2 separate regions of the Sus scrofa genome follow, and region 2 is linked to region 1. A link is a contact called in public Hi-C data. All regions are on one chromosome and are shown on one strand. The core of a region is the stretch at or near the end of the contact, and the rest is flanking DNA. Distances in the headings are between cores, read along the strand shown.

Region 1 (5,936 bases), core at 1,905-4,404:
GGAATCTGGAGTTGTCCCCTGTCCCTTCCCTTAAGCGCTGAGCAGCGCTCTACCCAAAATATCCCCTGGGGCCACTGCTTCCACCAATTAACCCAGTCTTTCTACACCTGGGTACAGCAGATCCCAGACTTAAAAAAATCTGGAGAAGAAATGAGGTGAAGGGTGAGACAGAACGTGTTAGAAAACAGACAGGAGTCGCATTCAAAGGGCAGTTAAGATGTTGGCATCTGGGTCTGGAGTAACGTGTGGACAAGAAGCCTAAGATTTTTAATTGTCACACACGGAGAGTATAAAATACAGAGAGACATCAGGGTTTGAAAATGCTGTATCTCAGCAAATCTCAGTGGGAACAGCTAAGATAAATTCAGGGGCGAACTGGCAGCTGTGGGGATGAACCCAGAAGCGGGGTGTCCATACTCAGGGAGGGAGACCAGGCACCTGACACAGCCGCTGCCTGCGCGTGCACGTCTCCACTTGTTGGAGGAGGAAATGTGTAGTGAGATTGAGACACCGGCTGTCCCCTGCGGTATGATTCACACAGTCTTGAAAATCAATCCAGCGTGAATGGTCACCAAAGACGTGTGAATAAAAAGCGGTGACCTGGGAAAGAAGGATCAGTCGACACTGACACAGGGAAAACGGAGATAACTCAGGGAATGGGAAAAAAATAATTACAAAGAGATTCAAGAAGATGTTACATTCACAAAATGAGTTGGATGGAACAATCAGAGAAGAAAAGGGCTTTTAGACATTAAAATACACTGATAACTCTGTAAAATACAGTGGGGCTGCAAAATAGAGCCAGGAGGGATTTCAGAGTGAAAGAGGAAATGAAAAACTAAGGAGGAGAGGGAAAGGGAAAAGAGAAAGTAGGCTCCCTGGGCTCCAGTGTCAGGCTCTAGGCGACCTCAAAAGAGGGAATGGGGGCAAAGAAATTGCCAAGAAATCATGGAAAGGGCCTGTCCAGAATATCTGAAAGAGAAAAATTCTTCATCTTGAAAAGGTCCCCTTTTCAAGTAAGATGAAATTTTATTGTATTTATTTATTTATTTATTTATTTTATTACTCAATGAATTTACTACATTTATAGTTGTACGATGATCATCACAATCCAATTTTATAGGATTTCTATCCCACAACCCCAACACATCCCCCCACCCACTTATCTTTAGACACATCCTGAGAATTTTGTGATAGAAGGAGAAAATGGCAATTTCCACAGAGAAAAAAAGGCTGACCACAGGCAACCAAGAAAGGGCCTGGTGGAGTTCCCATCATGGCGCAGCAGAAACGAATCCAACTAGGAACTATGAGGTTGTGGGTTTGATCCCTGGCCTTGCTCAGTGGGTTAAGGATCCAGTGTTGCCACGAGCTATGGTGTAGGCTACAGATGTGGCTCGGATCCTGTGTGGCTGTGGCTGTGGTGTATGCTGGCAGCTGTAGCTCTGATTGGACCCCTAGCCTGGGAACCTCCATATTCCATATATATGCTGCAGGTGTGGCCCTAAAAACAAAAAAAAAACAAACAAACAAACAACAAAAAAAAAGGGGCCTGCATTGATGGTATAAACCATTAATAAGCACAAGGATACCTTTGTATGGCACAGGGAAATAGAGGTGTTATTTTGTAAGAACTTTAAATGGAATATAATCTATAAAAATGTTGAACCACTATGTTGTAAACCTGAAACAAATACAATATTGTAAATCAACTCTACTTCAATAAAAAAAATAAAGTAGTTCAACATAAGATTAACAAGAAAGCATAGCTTTCTTATGAACTCATTTCTTTGTATATGCCAAGTATCTAGACGCAGGTGTAAAAAGACAACAGACAACAATGGTGACAGCCCTCTTTAGTAATCCCCCCCCCGCCAAATTAATCTGTAATTTCAGTGCACGTTCAATCGAAACGTCTTTGGAGTTGTAGGTGAGTGATGGGGGAGCTTGACAAAAACGGTTCTAAACTTCAGCTGGAAGAGTAAATTGTAAGAAAGGCCATGCCTTTTTCTGAAATAAGCCTCATGAGTGATCTCAGTGAGGGCAATGATTCAAAGTGGGCTGTCCCTCTTTCAGGAGTCATTCCTACAGAAATAACTAAAGGTCAACGACTTCATAGGAAAGGATGCTCACTGCTGTACTTTGTAACAGTAAGAAAATTGGAGATTATCTAAATGCCTAACCAAATTATGCTGGAAAAAGTAATTATGATACATGCCTTCTATGGCCTTCCATCTGCCCACTGGAAAGGCGTACTGAAAAATACTAAGATGACATATCCAAGTCTGTGCTAACAGAGAATGCAGCAAGAAATATACTTAGTAAAAAAAAAATCTATTTACAAGACAGTATGTATAGCCTGGTCACGTTTTTAAAAAAATCTCATATATGAACATAAATATTTCTACATGTTTACAGCCACGTCTGTACGTGAATATGGAAGGACCCAGGCCATCCTCTGGGGAAAGCACAATGGGATCCTCCACATTTTACTAAATAACCGTATACTGTGTGATTTTATTAACTGAGTGGATATTTTGTAATGTTTTAATGATAAAAAAAGAAATGTTCAATTATTCTGTAAGTTTCAAATATTATTCTAGGTACCAATATAATCAATTGCTATTCATTGCCTGCTCTGACAAACAACTCACCAATCCCAGCTGATAAAACGCCCTGAATCTGTAGTTGCCACGACAAAGCCAGCAGAGGATAATTCTGATTTTTCTGAAATATGCCTCTATGACACACAAAAACAGACAGACCATCCGCCGGCTCTTTTTCGATAGTGGTTCTATAGCGCCCCCTTGAGTTCGTTCCAAAGAAATTTCTAGAGAAGTGCAAACAACGTACTGAACCGGGTGGTTACTGATGGCGGGGATGTTTCTAAAAACCAAAAGCCAGCGTCAATCCCCGAAAAACCTTTATCTGTCAAAAGTATTTATCTGAATAGTTAAAATAATATAAAAAATACTTAACTGAGAAGTTTACTTTGGAAAGAAGTAGTACTTATTTGACTATGTTGCTCTCAGCACAATCTTGGCACCAAGTAGCTGATGACTCCCTGCGGCTTAATAAGACTCCAAGCCGTGCTCCTCACCGAGATCATCGCTCTCCCTTGGCCTCCAGTGAACACGCACACCCCTGGCTCTGCCGCGTCCAGATCCCCTCCTCTCCAGTACAGCCAGAGAACCAGGTTCTGCATCTACAGCCGTCTGCACCACTGCCATTTATGGTGACGCCCCTGCCGTCCACGCCCAGCATCCCGTACACAGCTGGGACGTGGGGTGTCCCCTGAGTCCCCCCTCAGAGGGCCGAGGCCTCCATCAGTGCCTTTGTCGGTGAGGTTGGTGCCATCAGAGTGGGAAGGCTAAGTGGAAGCCTCTGAACATTTCTCCCAGTTTGGAAGAACAAATCAAAGATGACACAGGAAGTCATTGCTTTATATGGTCTGCTATGCGCAAGTGTCAGGCACCACACTTTACACATCAGCGCCCCCCGTGTATTAACCAGGGCCCTTTAGAGAAACAGAGTCAGGAGGATGTGGGCACATGTGTATGCTTATATTTGTGCGTGCATGTGTGTGTGTGTGTGTGTGTGTGTGTGTGTGTGTGTGTGTAGATGTAGAGGTAGAAGAATGGAGAGAGAGGAAAAGAGACATGTGTTTTATTTTAGGCACTGGCTCATATAATCTAGGAGCTGACAATTCTAAACTCTGCAGGGCAGGCTGGCAAGCTGGAGAATCAGGGAAAAGCAGACATTGCAGGCAAGTCTGAAGATAGCCGGAGGCAGAATCCCTTCTCCTGGAGCCTCGGCTTTTCCTCTTGAACTTTCAGCTCATTGGACGAGGCCCACCCTCACTGTGGAATGCAATCTGCTTTACTCAAAACTCCAATGATGTAACTGTTAATCTCAACTTAAAAAATACCATCACAATAACATATAGATTGGCCTCTGACCAATACCTGGGTACCATGACCTAGCCAACCTGACACATAAAATTAACCATCGAAACTAAAACCCAATTCAAATTTCAGTTACTGCGAACAATGAAATGTGAGTAACTGTATGAAGGGCAAATATCACTAATGCTCTTCAGTCCACAAATCACTGCATAAATAAGATGTGCCTTGTGGTCAGCGACCAATCACATTGCTTCTTTCAGTCCCTGTTGGTGATTGGTCACTGTGCATCTGTTGTGGAGGTCACGCACAAACAGCAAAGTGGGCAGAAAAAGCATTTGTCAAAATTAAACCCTCTTTAATGACTGAAAATACACTCAACAAACTAGGAATAAAAGAATTTCCTGGAGTTCCCGTCGTGGCGCAGTGGTTAATGAATCTGACTAGGATCCATGAGGTTGCGGGTTCGGTCCCTGCCCTTGCTCAGTGGGTTAAAGATCGAGCGTTGCCGTGAGCTGTGGTGTAGGTTGCAGACGCGGCTCGGATCCCGCGTTGCTGTGGCTCTGGCGTAGGCTGGTGGCTACAGCTCCGATTCAACCCCTAGCCTGGGAATCTCCATATGCCACGGGAGCGGCCCAAGAAATGGCAAAAAGACAAAATAAAATAAAATAAAATATTCTTTTAAAAAAAAAATTTCCTCAAACTGATAATGAACACTCAGGAAAAACCCACTGCTAACATCATGGGTAATACCGACAGACTGACAGCCTTCTCTGTAAGAATTGAAAAAGGTAAGAATGCAACTCTCACCACTGCTATTCAACATTGTACTAGAGGGCAACTTGGCAAGAAAAAGAAATTAAAATCCTTCATATTGGAAATGATGTGGGCAGGTGTTTCTCCGAAGAAGATGTACAAACGGCCAATAAACACATGAAAAGAGGCTCTATATCACTTGTCAACCGAGACAGCAAATCAAAACCACAGGGTACAAAGTAACACCCACTAGGATGGTTAAAATCAAAAAGACACATGGGGGAGTTCCCGCCGTGGCGCAGTGGAACGAATCAGACTAGGAACCATGATGTTGTGGGTCCAATTCCTGGCCTCGCTCCGTGGGTTAAGGATCCGGTGTTTTGGCGAGCTGTGGTGTAGGTCACAGACAGTTCAGATCTGGCATTGCTGTGGCTATGATGTAGGCCGGCAGCTACAGCTCCAATTCCACCCCTAGCCTGGGAACCTCCATGTGCCACAGGTGCAGCCCTAAAAAGACAAAAACAAACAAACAAACCAAAAATCAAGAGGACATATAGCAACATATCAGCGAGGATGTGGACGAATCTGAATCCTCTTACATCACTGGTGACAAAGTAAGATGTTGCAGCTGCTTTGGGCAGCTCCCCTCAAATGGTTAAACATCAAGTTTCCATGTGATGCAATAATTCCACTCCTAGGTATATACCCAATTAAAAGAAAAGCATACATTCACAGGAAAACTTGTAATTGAATGTTTCTAACAGTAGTATTCATAATAGACAAAAAATGTGGTCTGCCTATACAGTGGGATAGTAGATAGTATTTAAAACAAAACTGAAGATCCTTGAAAACATCATCCTAAGTAAAAGGAGCCAGACACAAGACGTGCATATTGCATAATCCCAGGAGATGTCAGAAGCATATAAGAGTGGCTGGCAGCAAAGCACCTGGGACCCAGACCAACAGGAGAGTGAGTCTTGCCGAGGTCAGGAACATTCATTCTCACCTTTAAGCTTGTGGACTTTTCTCCACAGTGACTGTGCTTATTTTTATGATACTTTAGATAGACAATGGAAACAACTCCTTTTTAAGGATTTGAAAATTCAGTCTGATTTTCTATTGCCTTAATATTACTAAATCCCCCATTAGTTTGAAAGGCGAAATTGAAAATAACTTGAAGGCAGATCACTGACTCTTTGGAAGGTGGGTCATGGGTAGGAGAGAAAGGAGGCCATAGGCTTTCTCTTTTAAGGACAAGGGGAAAAAAGAATCACCTCC
Region 2 (5,936 bases), core at 2,306-4,805, 320 kb after region 1:
TTCCATCTTTATATCAGAAGCATTTTCCTCTTGGAGTTTGAGGACAATGTTCCAGTTATACATCCAGAAAAGAACAATTTGTGCACTGGGTTCAAGTCAATGAATCATGAATCCTCCCAAGTCATAGTTAGTGCCTATAGAAAGATCCTGCAAAGGCGTCTTTGCCCACATGATGTTTAACTGGAGTCTCCACTTGTTAACAATCAAAGGAGGCCCAAGGTCAACAGGACAGGTGGGTCGACGGAGCACAGAGAAGAACAGGAGAGAAAGGCAAGGGCAGATGCTCGGGGTAGATGCTCGGCCTCCCTGGGGGTCAACACATGACCCCCTTTAAAGAGAAAGCCATGCATTTTCATTTCTACCCAAATCAGTCTATAACATCTTATTAAAGAGATATTTGGTTAAACCAAATAAAGAGATATTTGTTATTTTTCAAATAAACCCAAGGCGTGTTTATAGACAGGGAAGATATTGCACACTGTTGCTGCCATGGAGACAGGACCACATTTTTAAAAGGGGCACCCATTGGCTGCCAGGGACACCTGTTGGCTGCCAGGAATGGAATTAGTCACTATGGGCAGTTCCTTTTCCCCTCGGGTCAAAATAGCCTCTCCATCTCATGTCTCCTTCTTATATTGACTGTGTAATGGAACAAGACAGTAAAGAAAATGGTTTTCTCTGATTATTTGAATCCAGTCCCAAGAGACATGATCTCTCTGGAGAAGACCCCCAAGGGGTGGGTAGGGCTGAGGATGCCATGGAAGCAGGCAGTGGGGAGCCATTCTGCCAGTGCCGGGGTGCCAGCAGCGCAGAGGCACAGTAATCAGTATGCTGGGGGCGGACCTGGGAACGCAGCCGAACACGAACCTGAGAGTCTAAACAGCACCCAACCTGCCCTCAACAGGTCTATTGCTGCTGTTCAGACCCTCCAACTCCAGGAACGCCCAGCTCTCTGTGGCCACCACAAAATTGGGTTCCGCAGGTACCCATGTGTTCCAGCACCTTTCTGACTCTGGACCTATTTGTATACTTGTACATTTTATCTTATCTTCCAAGCAAGAGTAAACAAGAGCAGAGAGGATCTGAAACTGCCATCCACCCGAATCACTCTCGGGGGTTTGCAGGGCTCCCAAAGGGGTCTGGGGCACGTGCCTGTTTCTTCCTTCTTGTAAGACTCCTGCACTTTGGAGGCGGCTTCTGTTCTGGAGCTCAAAACAGGCACCTCACCTGCTCCTCTGCCTTTTGTGCCTCTGCTTTGTGCTCACACGTGAGCAGCTGAGATCCTCTGCTCTGTGTGGGAAGATCTGGTCCAGGTTCAAAGACCCCTGAAACATTGGTCTCAGTTGCACTCTGGCTCCATCACCAGGCCTTCTGTGGCCTGTGCTGTTGTTGCCCACGTCCTGTGTGACACAACACCTACCTGACTAGGGGGCGGTCTGGGATGCTCTGTCCCTGCCCCATGAGGCATCAGTGAGAGGAGGAACAGCATGGAGACAGGCATTTGGTACCAATGCCAATGGGTGGAAGACCAGGTGGACTCTGTGCAGGCAGCCGGGTGAGGCCATGCTGGAGGGCAAGGAGCTCTGGTTACAACCTCTTGATTCAAGCAGCTCATCTTCCCACAGGGACTCTAGAGTAAGGAAGAAACAGACCTTTCGCTTCATTCGGCTTTTAGTAGCATCAACAGATTGATGGCTAAAACACAATTTAGAACAAAATGGAAGGAAATGTAAATGCAAGAACGATCAGGTGCCTTTCAGGAATTCTTAACAACCACAGATCTCAGTTCTGCCTGCTTTCTTACAGCTAATGCTTGAAGGTGAACCCATTCAGCAAGCTCAGGGCTGTAGGAGAGAAAGTTTGTCTGCAGAGCATTTGCATGTCAGGAGCTCAAGGCCCCACTGCTGTCACTTCCACAGGAGAGAGTAACACTCCAGCTTCACTCCCTGGCAAACCTGCTCTGTTTGCCCAGCCAGTTTTCATTTGTTCACTCATTCATTCATCATTATGAATATTTCTTCCAGACCTTCCAGGTGCTGGCATGATTCCAGATGCCAAGATGAAGCAGCGAGCAAACAGGCACAGCCCAGCTATCAGGGAGCTTTCATTCTAATGGACAAGGACAGGGCAGAAGCAGCTGGAAATGCAAGTAAGGAAGGGAAGTACTGCATGGCAGTGAGGACTATGCAAAGAGTTAAAACAGAAGACAGGCAAGCACTGAAATCTGAGTAAAAAGGATTTACCAGTGTTGCAAAAAGCAGGGGGACTGAAAGCCTTACAACTGTCAAGATATGTTCTGATGTCAACACCACTAGAGTGACGGGATATTCAATGCGGTCCCTGTCAGAATCCCAACAGATTCTTAGCTATGAAACCAAAAGCATCAGCAACAAAAGAAAACAACATATAAACTGGACCCAGCCAAAATTAAAACATTTGTGCATCAAAGGACAATACCAAGGAAATGAGAAACCAACCTAGAGAATGGGAGAAGTATGTGCAAGTCACATATCTGATAAGGATCTAATATTTGACTATTTGGTATATTAACGAAGCCCAGGTAGAAAACTTTCTGTAACTTCTATAACCTGAGATCTGACTGCATTTTCTCTCTTTAAAAAAGCCTGTGTTCTTTTCTTTTTTTTTTTTTTTTTCTTCTTTTTTTTTCTTTTTTAGGGCTGTGCCTGTGGCATATGGAAGTTCTCAGGCTAGGGACTGAATTGGAGCTATAGCTGCCAGCCTACACCAAAGCTACAGCAACGCAGGATCTGAGCTGTGTCTGTGATCTACACCACAGCTCATGGCAACACCAGATCCTTAACCCACTGAGAGAGGCCAGGGATCAAACCCACAATCCCCGTGGAAACTAGTTGGGTTCCTTACTGCTGAGCCATGACAGGAACTCCCCAAAGTCTGTATCGTTTTTCATAGAAAATAATTTAAAAGAGCAATAGATCACAACAAAGTCCAAAGATGATAAGCATGTGAGTTACAGAAGCTTAAGCCAACAGGGATCTCAGAGGTGATCCAGCCCAGCCTCCCACCGTGCAGGTGGGGCCACAGATCCGCAATGTGTGTGTCAACAAAGATGCCGCTGCTTAGCTGCACAGACGGAGGGCCTGTGAGCAGGCTGCGTCCCTGGGGGCCTCCACGTTGCGGGGCCATCAGGTGCCCCACTTGGGATCCTCTGCAGTCCTGCATCCTCCTTCGTCTGCCCTAGAGGAAGTCAAGCATGGTGGTCCCCTGCCTTTCCGCCTGGGGCTGTCACTAGGGTCCTCTGGGGGCCAAAAGCCACCCTGCTGGGCTTGGGGCCTTGCTCCACTGCTTTCTAGGGTGACCTCAAGCAAGCTGCGGAGCTCGTTTTCAGTGATCACATCTGATAACAAGCGGGTGGGTTTGGGCTTGAAGCCTGAATGAGCTTGTCCCTGCCTTCACCCTCCCCCATCTCCCGCCCCGAAAACAGCCTGCTGACACCCCTGACAATGAGGGACCCTGATCAGGCATGGCACCAGGAGCCAGGAGGACACAGCAGGCAGCTCCCACCGGGCTGCCCACCTCCTCCACCCTCATCACCTCACCTCAGGAAGTTGGGTTTCCAGCTCCCGGCTGCAGTTTTCCTCCACAGCCAGTTTCAGACACACTGACACCTTAAGTTTGTTTGCCGACACGTCAGGTAGCAGAACTTTGTACAAGCCTGCGTGTGTGTATGTGTGTGTATGCACATGTGTGACGGGTGAAAGGAAGACGTGGGGGGTGATGTGATGCTGCGCTTTGGTTTCTAGAACGTGAGTATTTTTTCTTCTTTCTCTAAAGAGCAGAACTTTGAAACTCAATTATTGAACTCTGAAAGAGCCCCCATGGCATTTTAACTGTATAAAATTAGTCATCATGACATTAAATCCTGATTTGGGAACCTTTCAGAGGAAACCACTGTGTTCCCTCGGAACAGCCGGAATAATAAGGCCACCTTGCAGATGATTGCAGTGACCCACGCTTATGTCATTCGCAAGCCAGGCTTACTTTGCATCCCATCTCAGCGCGATTCCTGCTGGAGCATTTCACGGGGAAGAAGGGGAAAAAAAAAAAAAGGAGACTGCGATATTGTCAGAAACAGAACTACTGTCAGAAGCAATGGTCTCCGCAGGTCACATGTTGCGTGTGGTTCAAGTTTTTTGGCTTTCTCTGAGCGCAAACATGGAGAGAGTGAGTTAGAGAAACCTCTCTGTATATGTCAGCCCCCATCTGTAATGCAAAATATATTTCTCAATGCTGTTTATTATCTTATTTCTTACTTTTTTCAAAAAATGGAAGGAGAATGAAGGTTAACTTAAGAGAGGCTTCAATGTTTCATTTCTCTGTTTAGGGGGGGAAAACCAAAAGCAAATGTTTTCCTTCCTGGCCTCTGCCCTCTTTTCTTTCCCATTTTGTTTTCTTTTCTTTTGAAATGTCTCCTCCCCCAACCCCATTCTCCCCAGGGCCTCTGTCAACATGCAAAACACATGATGCTTTGGCAGCCTCCTCCTCAAGTCCTACCAAAATGACCATAAAGGGGAAAAAGTTATAAACTCATGAGAACAAAGCAAACAGAAACAATAAAGTGATGATACAGCTGGGAGATGGAAAGTAAGTGAATGAAGGTCCTTGTCTTGATAAGTGGAAAAAATTTCAACATCGGCTGCTGAATGGGAAGCTGACAGGAAGCCCTTGGCGTGTGAAATCCTTAGTGTCTACCTCGGCAAGGATGTCAAAGGCTAACCCTGAAAACAGGCTGGTTCACAGGAACCCCCAGTCCTGCTCGTTCAACTTGTGGACCAACAACTCCTCACCCAATTCTTCCCCATCCCACCCCTCACGGAAGACCTGTGGGCTCTTCTCTGCAGAACCCAACTCCGAGCTCAGTCTCTGGCACCACCAAGGGCACGGACAAGGCCCTCTGCCAGGAGCTGGCCTGCTGCCCGCTCTTGTGAATAAAGTTTTACTGGAACACAGCCACACTCTTTTATGTTCATGTCCGCTATGGAGGGGACAGGCACTGTAGCGGTGTAATGGGGGTGCAGTAGTTGCAGCACAGACTCACAGGGCTTAACATACATGTTACCCCAGCCTTCAAAGGACATGTTGCCCGCTCCTGCCCTAGAGGGGGCACCACACGTCAGCCACAGAACTTCCACCAGCTTTAACTCTCCCTCTTCTTCTTTTTCTTCCTTTCTTTCTTTTCTTTCTTTCTTTTCTTTCCCTTTCTTTCTTTCTTTCTTTCTTTCTTTCTTTCTTTCTTTCTTTCTTTCTTTCTTTCTTTCTTTTTCTTTCTTTCTTTCCTTCTTTCCTTCTTCCTTCCTTCCTTCCTTTCTTTCTTCCTTTCTTTTTCTTTTTGTCTCTTGTCTTTTTTTTTTTGCTATTTCTTTGGGCCGCTCCCGCGGCATATGGAGGTTCCCAGGCTAGGGGTCCATTCGGAGCTGTAGCCACTGGCCTACACCAGAGCCACAGCAAAGCGGGATCCGAGCCTCGTCTGCAACCTGCATCACAGCTCATGGCAGCGCTGGATCGTTAACCCACTGAGCCAGGGCAGGGACCGAACCCGCAACCTCATGGTTCCTAGTCGGATTCGTTAACCACTGCGCCACGACGGGAATTCCTCTCTTGTCTTTTTAAGGTAGCACCTGTGGCACATAAAAGTTCCTAGACTAGGGGTCAAATCAGAGCTGTAGCTGCCAGCCTACACCACAGCCACAGCAACGTGGGATCCAAGTCGCTTCTGCAACCTGCACCACAACTCACGGCAACACTGGATCCTTAACCCACTGAGCAAGGCCAGGGATCGAACCTGCATCCTCATGGATACCAGTTGAGTTTGTTAACCACTGAGCCATGAGGGTAGGAACTCCTAACCTACCCTCTTCTGATCATGTCCTCTTGTTAAACATGGACAACCAGAGACA

The links. Hi-C and Micro-C count contacts between places; a contact is called where the count stands out from the background.
Region 2: a Hi-C map of retroperitoneal adipose tissue shows a contact between it and region 1, with 2.2 times the contacts expected there. The contact joins two enhancer-like sites. A contact is called at or near these places in 7 of 47 Hi-C or Micro-C datasets (embryonic fibroblasts, epiblast stem cells, fetal skeletal muscle and 4 more).

The regions. Positions count from the first base shown.
Region 1 is chr1:147,482,252-147,488,187 of Sscrofa11.1, forward strand. No RefSeq gene overlaps it. Among named protein-coding and RNA genes, the nearest start is that of GALR1, 18 kb to the left of the region's middle. Within about 2 kb of position 3,155, at least 3 of the 83 cell types and tissues checked have an H3K27ac peak or open chromatin away from gene starts, as enhancers often do. A contact at or near this core is called in retroperitoneal adipose tissue, where this site is marked.
Region 2 is chr1:147,806,051-147,811,986 of Sscrofa11.1, forward strand. It overlaps LOC106509046 (a long non-coding RNA gene), which reads right to left. Exons shown (of 4, transcript XR_001306261.2): 4 at 1-1,630. Among named protein-coding and RNA genes, the nearest start is that of ZNF236, 27 kb to the left of the region's middle. Within about 2 kb of position 3,556, at least 13 of the 83 cell types and tissues checked have an H3K27ac peak or open chromatin away from gene starts, as enhancers often do. A contact at or near this core is called in retroperitoneal adipose tissue, where this site is marked.